2 separate regions of the Triticum aestivum genome follow, and region 1 is linked to region 2. The links are chromatin contacts, called in public Hi-C maps. All regions are on one chromosome and are shown on one strand. Each heading gives the region's core, a stretch centred on a gene start, on an enhancer-like site or on the middle of the called end of the contact. The rest is flanking DNA. Distances are from core to core; before and after follow the strand shown.

Evidence for each region. Hi-C and Micro-C count contacts between places; a contact is called where the count stands out from the background.
Region 1: a contact with region 2 is called in a Hi-C map of leaf, with 8 times the contacts expected there. The contact joins the enhancer-like site here to the promoter of LOC123044056 in region 2. A contact is called at or near these places in 4 of 5 Hi-C or Micro-C datasets (leaf and root) and 1 of 1 datasets of contacts at active chromatin or transcription factors (leaf).

What each region holds. Positions count from the first base shown.
Region 1 is chr2B:158,892,968-158,898,856 of IWGSC CS RefSeq v2.1, forward strand. No RefSeq gene overlaps it. Among protein-coding and RNA genes, the nearest start is that of LOC123044059, 10 kb to the left of the region's middle. Within about 2 kb of position 2,929, at least 3 of the 8 cell types and tissues checked have an H3K27ac peak or open chromatin away from gene starts, as enhancers often do. A contact at or near this core is called in leaf and root, where this site is marked.
Region 2 is chr2B:158,714,304-158,720,007 of IWGSC CS RefSeq v2.1, forward strand. It overlaps LOC123044056 (pentatricopeptide repeat-containing protein ELI1, chloroplastic), which reads left to right and starts at 2,910. Exons shown (of 1, transcript XM_044466681.1): 1 at 2,910-4,845. The coding sequence starts at 2,959. The coding sequence ends at 4,791. LOC123044058 (chaperone protein DnaJ) reads right to left here and starts at 2,852. Exons shown (of 6, transcript XM_044466683.1): 1 at 2,583-2,852; 2 at 2,274-2,366; 3 at 1,699-1,729; 4 at 1,559-1,585; 5 at 1,360-1,480; 6 at 844-1,272. The coding sequence starts at 2,648. The coding sequence ends at 1,218. LOC123044057 (CBL-interacting protein kinase 21) reads right to left here. Exons shown (of 13, transcript XM_044466682.1): 12 at 5,569-5,643; 13 at 5,030-5,453. The coding sequence ends at 5,349.

The DNA of each region.
Region 1 (5,889 bases), core at 1,679-4,178, 180 kb after region 2:
CTTTGTAATGCAAGTATGAACTGGCTGGGACATCTATATATATATAAAGGACCCTCAATACCAGACAATCTTATAGTTAATTGCATAAACAAATTGGTATAGCTAGACTAAACAAATTGGACACAAATTTGCAGTGGTAAAAGGCACAAAAACATGTGAAATAAGATTAGCCTTTTCATCAACTGCATATGTTTCCACATGCTTGCGCCGCAACCTCTGAAACTGGTTAAGGCCGTATGAAAAAAGTTAGATGAACTACTCTAGTCATAACATTGACCGGACAAAAGGTTCTGAAAATTTATTATGTGTGCCGTGTGAGAATAATCTATTTGACCTGCCTCATCGTCTACCAAATGTTAGAATGATAGAAGATTCAATTTATTAAACCATTGCAGCCCGTGAATCCAAAACCTTTGAAAATGCGTAAAGCAGTCATACCTGCGCGTTAGTGAACTCGTCAATCTGCTTCATGATTCACCAGGTCCTCCATCAACACCTCGTCTTCCAGTCATCACCTATCATCTAGTCAACCCCGGTGGATGTCTGGAGGCCCCGAACCGCCTCTCATGTCTTGCGCCTCAGATTCCCAAGTGCCTCTGACACATGCGTGCCCCTCGACAGCGGTGGAGGTTGCCTCAGCGTGTGCCTCGGTGTGGTGCCCGGGAGGGAGCGGTGGGAGGACTGTCATGGTCGGCGGTGAAGTATGACACCTAACATTGCTCTCTAAACTGAATTAAAAAGTAAATGAATAACCATCCACTTTATGGTATCCCACCTTGAAAAAATTGTTGTTTACAGCTAAACCTTTTACGCGGGAATAAAAATAATACACACATACAAATTACTTTCTCTTCCATCGCGAAGCATGTTCTGTAATAAATGGCTACTACCTGCACTACGTGAATCGACAAACCATGATGCACACAAATCTCATAACCGGCAGTTGACAAAAGCAATCACCAAATAACCTTCTGCTCGCCAAACACATTTGGAGCATGAAATTTCTGACCTCATGGGCGCGCCATGGAAAAGAGTAAGTTCATAAAATACTCCTACCTAAATATAAAATCAGAAATTTGATCAACAAAACGGGCATGGAGAAAAATATATCAACAACTGTCAAAAGGCATGACCTACAGTGGATAGACTGATGTCTCGGCAGTGCACGGATCCGCCCAGTAAAGAACATATCCAAAGAGTTCATAAATAGAAAAGACACAATTCGATGTTCAGTACGAAAACAAAATATGTCACTGTATCATAAACTCCGTACCTCCAAATCCTTTGCTCTGCACCTCTTATACTTGTAAACAAATGAACAAATCAACATGTATAGAAATATCATATTGATGTACAATCTCAATAACCTAAACCTGAAAAAAAATATTAAGTCGTACATGGACCAAATCAACTTTGTGACTGGTTTTAAGGTTGCAATTGAACACTTGCAGACATGGACGACCCAAATCAACCTTGGCTAATCAATCAACAATTGATTTGAACATACGGAGAAGAATCAACCTTCTTGTGATGCTTCATGAAAAAAAAATATCATTTCCCAATCAATGAACAAACATGTGAAACCACTTTTGATCAGAACATATGAGCTAGCCTATCGGCAGCAATTAATTAAATGGTCTACTACTTCAGATGCTGAAGAATGAAATCACGCTAAGAACAAATAAGGGGGAGGTAGAAGCCCACGTCGTCATTGGAGAGGCGGTCCGCTGTGAGTTTGGGCTGTGTTGCCCTCTCCTTCCGCTTCCTCTTCCCATGCGGCCGACCAAACCGGGACAACATGGAGAACGACACCCACGGCGGGGACATGACCCAGCAGGCGGAACCAGTAGTTCTCGTGGAGGTGCCGGAGACATGTGAAGGCGGCGGCGAAGGTGCTCGGATCTGGCCGATGTGAGGGTCCATTGCGGCTGCGCAGTTGAGTCCCTGGTCCGCGTCCGGGAGGGCCGCAGATGAGGTCGTCGGGGCGGCGGGCTGCAGCGATCGGTGGAGGAGCACGCGTGGGCGAGCACGATCGCGAGGTGGTGCCGAGGATGGCGAGCGGCGGCCGAGGACCAGAGGGGCGGGTGGGGTTGGAACCCTACATAGTGTGTTTGTTGTGTGACGTGAGAGATGTGGGCTTTATGGGGCTTGGCCCATGTGCGGCTGCGCGGGACGAGCGACGAAGGACGACGATGCCGAGCGACGGAAGATGGGAAACGGAACCTTGCGTTTCTTTTAGATAGTAGAGATAAATCCTCATTTTGATTAGCTAGCAAAGTGACTCATTGCTAGTAGTATACTACGGTGCTGAAGTTTTTTTTTTTTAGGGACTACGGTGCTGAAGTTTAACACACTTACACACAAACAGTATACTAGTACTAGTGGACCACGCACATAGACAGAAAGTTTGCATGCCGCCGCTGTATCACTGGACGCGCAGGAGCCCTGATCGGATGGAGGAGCGATCGGCTGATCGCAAGGCTAAAATCAGTCGGCTGAATATAAGACTTTCCCTTAAAAAATATAGATATGAAAAAAATATACCATGCGTGTGATTTTCATAAAGGTGGAGGGGTTTTTCATAAAAACGCCGGGCCGAGCGGGTGTGCCACGACGCGGCCAGCGTGGCGCCATTTGTCAACTTGTGATTGGCTTTGGACTAAATCTTCACATACATTGCAAGTCTAGGAATGAGATGGTCACCTTTTGCAAGTTTATGAACTAAATCATCACATCTATTACAAGTTTGTGGGTCTATAGTGCTCTTGCCTCATAATATTGTGTCCGAGATCGACGCGCTGGCTCGCGGTGGCCATCCGTGGATCCGTGCGTCGACATCCGCATCAGAATCGCGGCCGGGTGGGGTGGGTGTGGCCTGCGGGTGACCCCGTTGATCGCGTAGTCCAGTGATACGGTCGCCGCGGCTGTACGTGACCGGCAGGGGACGGACACCGCGTTGTCCCCGTCTCGTGCGGCACCCCCACCGCCGCCCGGCGTCGTCAGGTGGCGTCGCCGCACGCGTTGACCAGTGGGTGTGGGCGTGGGTGGGTTGCTTCCTGGATCACCGGCGCCGCGCGCGCGGGGAGGCGTTCGCGTTTTTGCACGCGTTTGCGGCGAAGACGACGCCGGGTCCGGGGACTATGGAACCGGAAAAAGGAGGGTGCCTGTAAGCTGTAGCGTGTCGGCGCCGGCGCCCACGTCGATGGGAGCAACGCTTCGATGGGCGTCCATGGGCGCGGCGTGGCACCGGCCGCGGGACACCGCGGTGACACGCGCACGCGCTCTGGACGATGCAGTTTCTAGGTCTGCACTGGACCACGTGCGTTTCTGCTTGGTTTGATCGCTGCAGTTCACGCCCCGGTTCGGCCGATCCGATCACATGCGCGCGTCCGTGGCCATGCAGTGCGTATAACCAAGAGGACCTTTCCAGGGCGAGGACGCAGTGTCAGTTGTGCATCTCAGACGGCCCATCACGCGTCGGAACTCGTGGATAAGATCTTCTTAGAAAAAGGCAGCACGTGGCGCTCATGGTGCGCGCCTGCCACATGCACGACCCAACCACAGGAATCTTCAGGCAGACAAGCGCTACCATCAAAAAGTCAGAAGTCAAAACACATACATGCACGCGGGAAAGAGCGGCGGGTGAACTCGCGGAAAAAGAAGGTAAAGATTGGCGATCGGCCGGCCGATCGAGCGAATCCATCGGTCGCCCCCTCGGGTTGCCATGCGCGCCCTTGGTTTGGTGGGTGGTCGTGCCGCACCCGCTGAGTTGAGCTGATACGAGCGACATGCGTCGAATGGGCGGGGCGCACGGCATGCTGCAATCAGCGCGTGCAGGTGTTGCGACAGACAATGTGGAAAGCTACCACGGGTTCAAGACGGTGCTGCAAACCATCTCTGCGCGTGTGTCAACCGCCGTCGACCGTGCTGCGCCCAGGTGCTGCAAGCTAGGGCGGAACGTCAATGCGCTAAGCCAGTGGCATGCATGGTACATAAATTATGCAACGGACACAAGCTTTGTCCGCTTTGCCCCATCCTGGGACCAAAGTTGGGCTGATTTTGAGTCTGAAACGGACACAAGCGGACACTCTGTGCGTCGTCCTCGTTCGAGGTGTGTCCTTTTACATGTGACCCTGGCCCGCATGTCATTGGCCCACCCACCCACCCACCCACCCCCTCTCCCTCCTCCTTTTCTCTCCTGGCCTACCACGCCCCCACACCACCACGAGGCAAAACAGCCGTGGCCGCCGAGGAGCACGCGGCGCGGTGGCGCTCCCATCGGCCGGTCTCGCCTTGCCGTCGTTGAGGCCCCGCCGCCACGGCCGGCGAGTATGCACAGGCAGGGGCGTGGGGTGCGAACGGGCGCGCGTACGCGGGCGGCGAGGCGGCAGGGCGAGCGGGCGCGCAGGCCGCGCTCGCGCGTGCGCGAGGGGCGAAGGCCGGTGGCCATGGAGCGAGCAGCTACTGCATGGGTTCCCGACGAGCATGGTGGACCTCACCGAGCGCTACGCCACGCCCAGGGCCGTCTCCATCGGCCCGTACCACCATGGCCGGAGCCCCGTCGTCCTGCAGATGGAGAGCACCAAGCACCGCGACAACGACGACGACGAGGGGATGTCAGTAGACCCGGCGCTGCGGGCGGGAAGAGGCGTGGCGCGCGCGGGCGCGGCCGAGCTCGCCGCGACCGGGGCGGGGCGGGGCACGCACGGGGGTGGCCGAGCTCGCCGCGGCTGGCGCGGGGCGCGGCGCAACTGCTGGGGCGCGCGCGTGCGTGGACGGCCAAGCGCGCGGAGCAGGGCGCGGCCGCGGCCGAGCTCGCGGCGGTCGGGGTCGGGGCGCGGCGCCGCGGCTGGGACGGGGCGGAGGGCGCGGGCGCGCCAGGCGGAGCAGGAACTCGCGCCGGAGCTCGCGGACGCGGCCTGCAGGTGGGTGCGAGGTGGCGCGGGGGCAGCGGACATTTTTAGGGGTTGATCGCCGCGGTGGGCTCCTCGAAAAAAAGCCGGACGCTCGTGTCCTTTTTACACCTATCGCTTTGGACGAAATCCGAACAAAATGGACATTTGTTTGGGGTCGAGCGGTGGAGTTGGTCTAAGATCCTAAAAAAAGGCAGCACGTGGCGCTCATGGTGCGCGCCTGCCACATGCACGACCCAACCACAGGAATCTTCAGGCAGACAAGCGCTACCATCAAAAAGTCAGAAGTCAAAACACATGCATGCACGCAGGAAAGAGCGGCGGGTGAACTCGCGCAGTAAAGATTGGCGATCGGTCGTCCCCTCGGGTTGCCACGTGCGCCCTTGGTGGTGGGCGATCGTGCCGCAACCACCGAGTTGAGGTGATACGAGCGACATGCGTCGAATGGGCCGGGCGGACAGAATGCTGCAATCAGCGTGGGCAGGTGCTGCGATCGACAAATTGGAAAGCTACGACGGATTCAAGACGGTGCTGCAAAACCATCATTGCGTGTGTGTCAACCGACGCCGGCCATGCTGCACCCAGGCGCTGCAAGCTGGGGCAGAACGTCAATGTGCAAAGCGGTGTTTCGAGGGATGCGAGCAGACGAGCCAGCGATGTAGCGAGGCCTTGTGGGATGGGCAAGCCAACGGCGCGGTGTGTGAGAAGAGAAAAACTTCACGAGAGAGAGCAAGGGTGAATCAGCAGAACAAAAGCGGGGGCTCTTTGATCTAACGGATCCGCGCCAGTCCTATGCCTGGTTAGGCGATAGATCGAGGGAGCGTATATCTCGTTCGTATCTACTCCCTCCGTTCCAAATAGATGATTCAACTTTATACTAACTTTAATATAAAGTTGGGCCATCTATTTTGTAAAGGAGGGAGTATGTAGTTATATGTCATCATATGACCAGGCACAAAAACATACAGTAGAGGAT
Region 2 (5,704 bases), core at 1,660-4,159:
AGCACCAGCATAGAAGCTCACTTGTAAGTCTTAAAATGCATGGATTGTTAATCAAAAGCTACCATTGCTATGGCTCCTGGCACATGGCAATAGCCTGAAGATTGCATTTGAAATATGCCTTCAGCATAGTTTGCCTTGCCAAACCTGTCATGCTGTGTGTAGATACTGGCCCGGTGCTTGCCAAACTTGTCATTTGAAATGCCTTAAGCATAGTTAACTCCATGGCATCCTTTTGTTGCCTTTCCCTGCTGAGGAAAGGTTGGGAGTCATCCCGTACATTGGGGGTGTCTTGTAATAACCATGATGACAATTACATTCTGTGGTCAATGTAAATTATCTTAAGTTCTTGCTTTTGCTAGTGATGCTGGGTATCATGTTGATGTTGTGAATTGCATTGCGTGTGATGATTGACACCTTGTTCACGCCTTTTATAACGAGCTGTGGGTAGCTGACACTAGGCCAACTTTTATGTTCATCGTGCATGTAAAAAGATACCAAAATGGTTTCAACATGACAAACTTTTCGACGATTTGTACCCATGTGTAGATTGCTCTGCCCTCTACTAAACTGATTTTCAGCATGTAGTAAGGGCTGTCCATGAATGAAGAAATTATAAGTAGGAACTATGGTCTGAATGGATCTCCGAACTCACAATATACGAACACGCAAACAAACGGGAGTTGCGTTTCGGCTCCCAGAAGCATATGCTCCTGGGGTGAACAAAAACTAACAAATAGGAAACAAATTGAAAAAAAAAACTATTTTGTGTATGTTCAACATTAGTGTTTTTTCACACAAAAAGGAACAGTTGTGTTTCGTCAGGCAAAAAAGACAAAAATACAGTGCTCTAGAAATGCCAAAAATTGGCACTCAATTATTAGTTTTTGTACAGGTTGCAATGCTTGGGCTTTCACCATAAAAATTTGCAAATTACATTTGAAAATGAACATTTAAATGTCTGAATTGTCTTGTATATTTTCACATTTGTAAATGTATTTTTGGCGCGCAGGAGCATATGCTCCCTAGAGCTAAATTGAACATCTACAAAGCATGTTCTTTTCTTTGAAATCACAAGGGTGCCTTTATTCAGTGCAGAGATTGTTTTGCATCTCAAATTGCAACATGCAGATCTTCTCTTTACTCCCTCCGATCCATATGTGTATGGATCGGAGGGAGTAGCTTATATATATGGATATGGACAGTACAATGGATTTCCATCATGGAAGAAAAGGGTTCTGAGAGGAACACACATCCTTTTGCCGCTGGTATGCCCTTCATGAAACCAAAATGGATTTCTCAATCAGCAATGATTGTAGATCTTGATGTTTTCTCTTGAAAAAAAAGTGTAAGTATGGTTACCTCGAAGCGCTGTAGGAACCAAAGGAAACTGCGGCACAAATTATGAGCAGAAAGGGGGCTTTAATCAATATCTTGTTTGATCTTCTGTATCCCGTTGGAACACCAGACCTCATTACATGTACTGCATTTCACGCATGATCATCTCATCAGCTACAAAGATGGAGGAAACAACAAATCTGCATTCTGAAACCAAATTTACCTTCCATTCTGTTCCCAAATCTTCGACCTGCAAACCGCAATGAGCATACCATAATCCCATCAGTCAAACCAATTGCAACTCAGGTGCGAAATGATAAAGGAAAAACAAAGGCTGGTTATCAAAGTGAACAGGGAACATACCATCCTTCAAACAAGAATATGCTTCTACTATCTGCAAAACACAAACACGATTAAGCTTTGATTACAATTGTCAGAAAGAAATCAAATTCAGGAAATTGATTGCGATCCTCGTACGGAAAACCACATTCAAATTTAACATTCACTCAACTGGAAAAAGTGTTAGCACATTCAAATTTCACTAAATCTCTTGGATGCCCGGGAATGCCAAATATATGTCCATAAGCTGAACAGTTCACGTAAAGCTCAGGAACTACATTAAGATCAAACCTATGCTCATTTTGATATCAACGATTTACTTGTGGAAGAGCAATTAGCATGGTGACTCCAAAAGCTATACAAGCATTCTAAAGCTCAGCAAGTACATTAAGATCACATCTATGCTCATTTTGACATCAGCGATTCAATTATGAATGAGCAATTAGCATGGTATAAAGGTTGCTTCAAAAATTAGCATGATCAAGCTAAATACTCGTCTAATTGACTTTCATGCCTGAATAACACCATGAACAAGGAACACGCAAATAACAAACATCATGATGCCTGAAGTTCTTCACCATGACTGTTTTGTACCTGACCTGCTTGAATTTTGACTCTGCTTGAGGCTTCTGATGTGTCGGTACACGATCGGGATGGGACTCCATGACCATTCTTCTATACGCAGCCTTCACCTGGAACAGAAGATTCAGAGCATATGTAAACTCAAATTTCGGAGATTGGCACCCACGTTTCACCAAAATCCAGCAGAAATAGCTAACAGATTAGCTCGTCGGAGCAAGATCTAGCCAGATAAAGCTAGACTATCATCCTGAGATGACCGCCGGTTGGATATTCGCAGGGGGAGCAAAGACAGGGAGGAAGGGGGGCGGAATTGGGGAGATGGATACCTCGGAAGGGGACGGCCGGGAGTAGGGAGCGAAGCCCAGGAGCTCCATGGCCTCGCTGCTCCTCATCTCTGATCTCTCCCCCTTGCTTCCTCGTGCGATCGCGCCGGACAAACACTGATCGGCGGCAGCGGCGACGACGGCGGGGCGGCTGGCCGGTCAGGTTGATCGCGGTAGGGGGTAGGCGCAGCGCTCGAACGAAGCAGGAGCAGCCACGGCCGCTCCACGTATTTGCGACGCGCGGCAGGCCTCGCTGGCAGCTTCCTGGCCGCCAGATCCAGGATCCGCCGATCGCACGGCCGAGACGAGCTCACCGAGCCGTCACAGCGTGCTGCTCGTGCACCCGCCGAACTCGAACGCTTCAAGCAAGCTCTCGGCGATGCGCGCGCGAGGGGGCGGCGCGGCCGCGCCGCGGCCGGAGCACCTGGCGGCGCACGCGCGGCTCGTCAAGTCGGCGGACGCGGACCCGTTCGTCGTCAGCACCGTCATGCGCGCCTACCTCCGCTCCTCGCTCCCGCTGCAGGCCCTGCTCGTCCTCCGCGGCCTCCTCCCGCGCGCGCCCCGCCTCCTCGCCAACTCCTTCTCCCTCTCCCTCGCCCTCCAGGCCTGCGCCGCCTCCGCCGCGCTCGCCTCGTCCGCCGCGACCCGGCCGCTCGGCGCCTCGCTCCACGCGCGCGCGGTCAGGTCCGGCTTCGCCGCCGCCGACCTCTTCGTGCGCACCGCGCTCGTCGAGATGTACGCCAAGTCGGGCCGCGCGGAGCTCGCGCGCGCCGCGTTCGACGAGGCGCCCCGCCGTGACGTGTTCCTCTGCAACGTCATGCTCGCGGCCTACGTCGCGCGCGGCGAGGTCGCGGAGGCGAGGAGGGTGTTCGACGGAATGCGGGACAGGGACCTGGTGTCCTGGAACACGATGATCCACGGGTACGCCGTGAGAGGGGACGTCGGCATGGCGAGGGAGATATTCGACGCGACGAGCGACAGGGACGCCTTCTCGTGGAGCTCGATGATCTCCGCGTACGCCAAGGGCCGTCGGTCCAAGGAGGCGCTGGAGCTGTGGAAGGTGATGCGAGCGGCATGTGTCGCTCCAGACTGCATCACCATGGTGAGCGTGCTCTCGGCATGCAGCGACATGGGGGCGCTGACCATTGGCGCAGAGGTACACCAGTTTGTCGAGAGCCACAGGGTTGAGGTAGACATGAAGCTGGGTACTGCTCTGGTTGACATGTATGCCAAGTGCGGCGACATTGAGAATTCTCTGAAGGTGTTCCGCGCTATGCCTGTGATGGATGTGCTTACTTGGAGTTCAATGATCATCGGACTGGCCAATCACGGACTTGGCCATGATGCTCTAAGTTTGTTCTCAGAGATGATATCACAAGGACTGCAACCAAATGAGATCACCTTCGTTGGAGTTCTTATGGCGTGCACTCATGTTGGTCTAGTGAGTGATGGCAAGAAGTATTTCAGCTCAATGACTGACGTTCACGGTGTGGTGCCAAGGGTCGAGCACTACGGATGCATGGTCGATCTTTTGGGTCGTGCAGGCCATGTTGAGGAGGCAATGCAGCTTATCAGGAGCATGCCTTTTGAGCCTGATGCGATTATTTGGAGAACACTTCTTGGCGCCTGTCGCATCCATAAGAATGTGGAGATTGCAGAGGAAGCTATGGCCAAATTGAAAGTATTGGATCCTCTTGCAGATGGACACTATGTGTTGCTGTCAAACATATATGCACAAGCAAACTCATGGGAAGGTGTTGCAGAAATGAGAAAGACGATCAAGAGGGAGAACATTCAGAGGGTTCCGGGAAGAAGTTCGATCGAATGGGAGAACACAGTTCACGAGTTTGTTTCCGGTGATAGATCGCATCCGAGGATTGAGGAGATCTACAAAATGTTGGAAAAGATGATTGGCCGGTTAACACAAGCAGGATATAGGCCAATGACAAGCTTGGTATTGCAAGATATTGATGAGCAGTCTAAGAAGCGGGCACTGGCTGAACATAGCGAGAAGCTGGCCATTGCTTTTGGGCTGCTGACCACCCCTCCAGGGTCAACTCTTCGAATAACAAAGAACCTCAGAGCTTGTGAAGACTGCCATTCAGCGATTAAGCTTATATCCTTGGTATATGGTCGCAAGTTGATTGTTAGAGACCGGAATCGTTTCCACCATTTTAGTGAAGGGCAGTGCTCATGTAAGGATTATTGGTAAACTTAGAACCTTCTGTACCAGAAAAAGTTTTGGTGTAGCAATTGTTTGTCCGTACCCTGCTAGCATTCTGAAGTTTAAGGTTGCTAGATATTCTTATACTTGAGCATGCATCTGAAAGAACTGCACTAGAAGAACAATCTTCTACAGTATCATATATTATATTCTTCCGAAAGTCATGGAAGTCATTTAGAAGCTGAAGGATTTGGACAGAAGATGTGCCTTCCAGTATACATCAAACTTAAGAGGGGAAACAAAGAACAGGTAATTCTTATATGCACACTTCAACTGTTTACATAACATTTCATACATAATCAGTAGCAAATCTGCCCAAAGTAATAAAAATAAAACTATCATGAACCATCCAAGAGAAATCTTTTTTTCCTCGGCTGGTCAATATTTGGTATTTGAATGGTGTAACTTGTATATCTACAACTTGGTTTTACAAAAATGTGTCATACATGGTACCTAGTGGTGGCCTGGTGGGTCCTCTTGTTTAAAAGGGAGGATCCTTTTACCTAGTAGGCTCTTTTGCTAGAAAAAGGTAGGGGGCCGTTTTATCAAAAGCTACTATTAAATCGATAAAGCTCTTGTCTTATGGAGTCGTTCTTCAGAAGTTGCTGGCTTTTGCATATTCCCAAGTCGTCTGAGAGCGTTGCACACAGCTGCAGCAAGAATGTCATAGGTTATAAATTGTGATTTGGATGTTATGCTGTGACCGAAATGATCAAGAAATAAACAAATTATTTAATACGGACTCAGCAAGGGAAGTAACTCTACCTGTCTGTATAGGGAGCAGTCTCCACATGACCTTTTTAGCTCAACAACATAAAGAGATTCATTGATCTCAAACACCTGGAATCACAGCGCAACTATGTTAAGGTGCAGCAATGCTGTCTAACAGGAACACAATGCA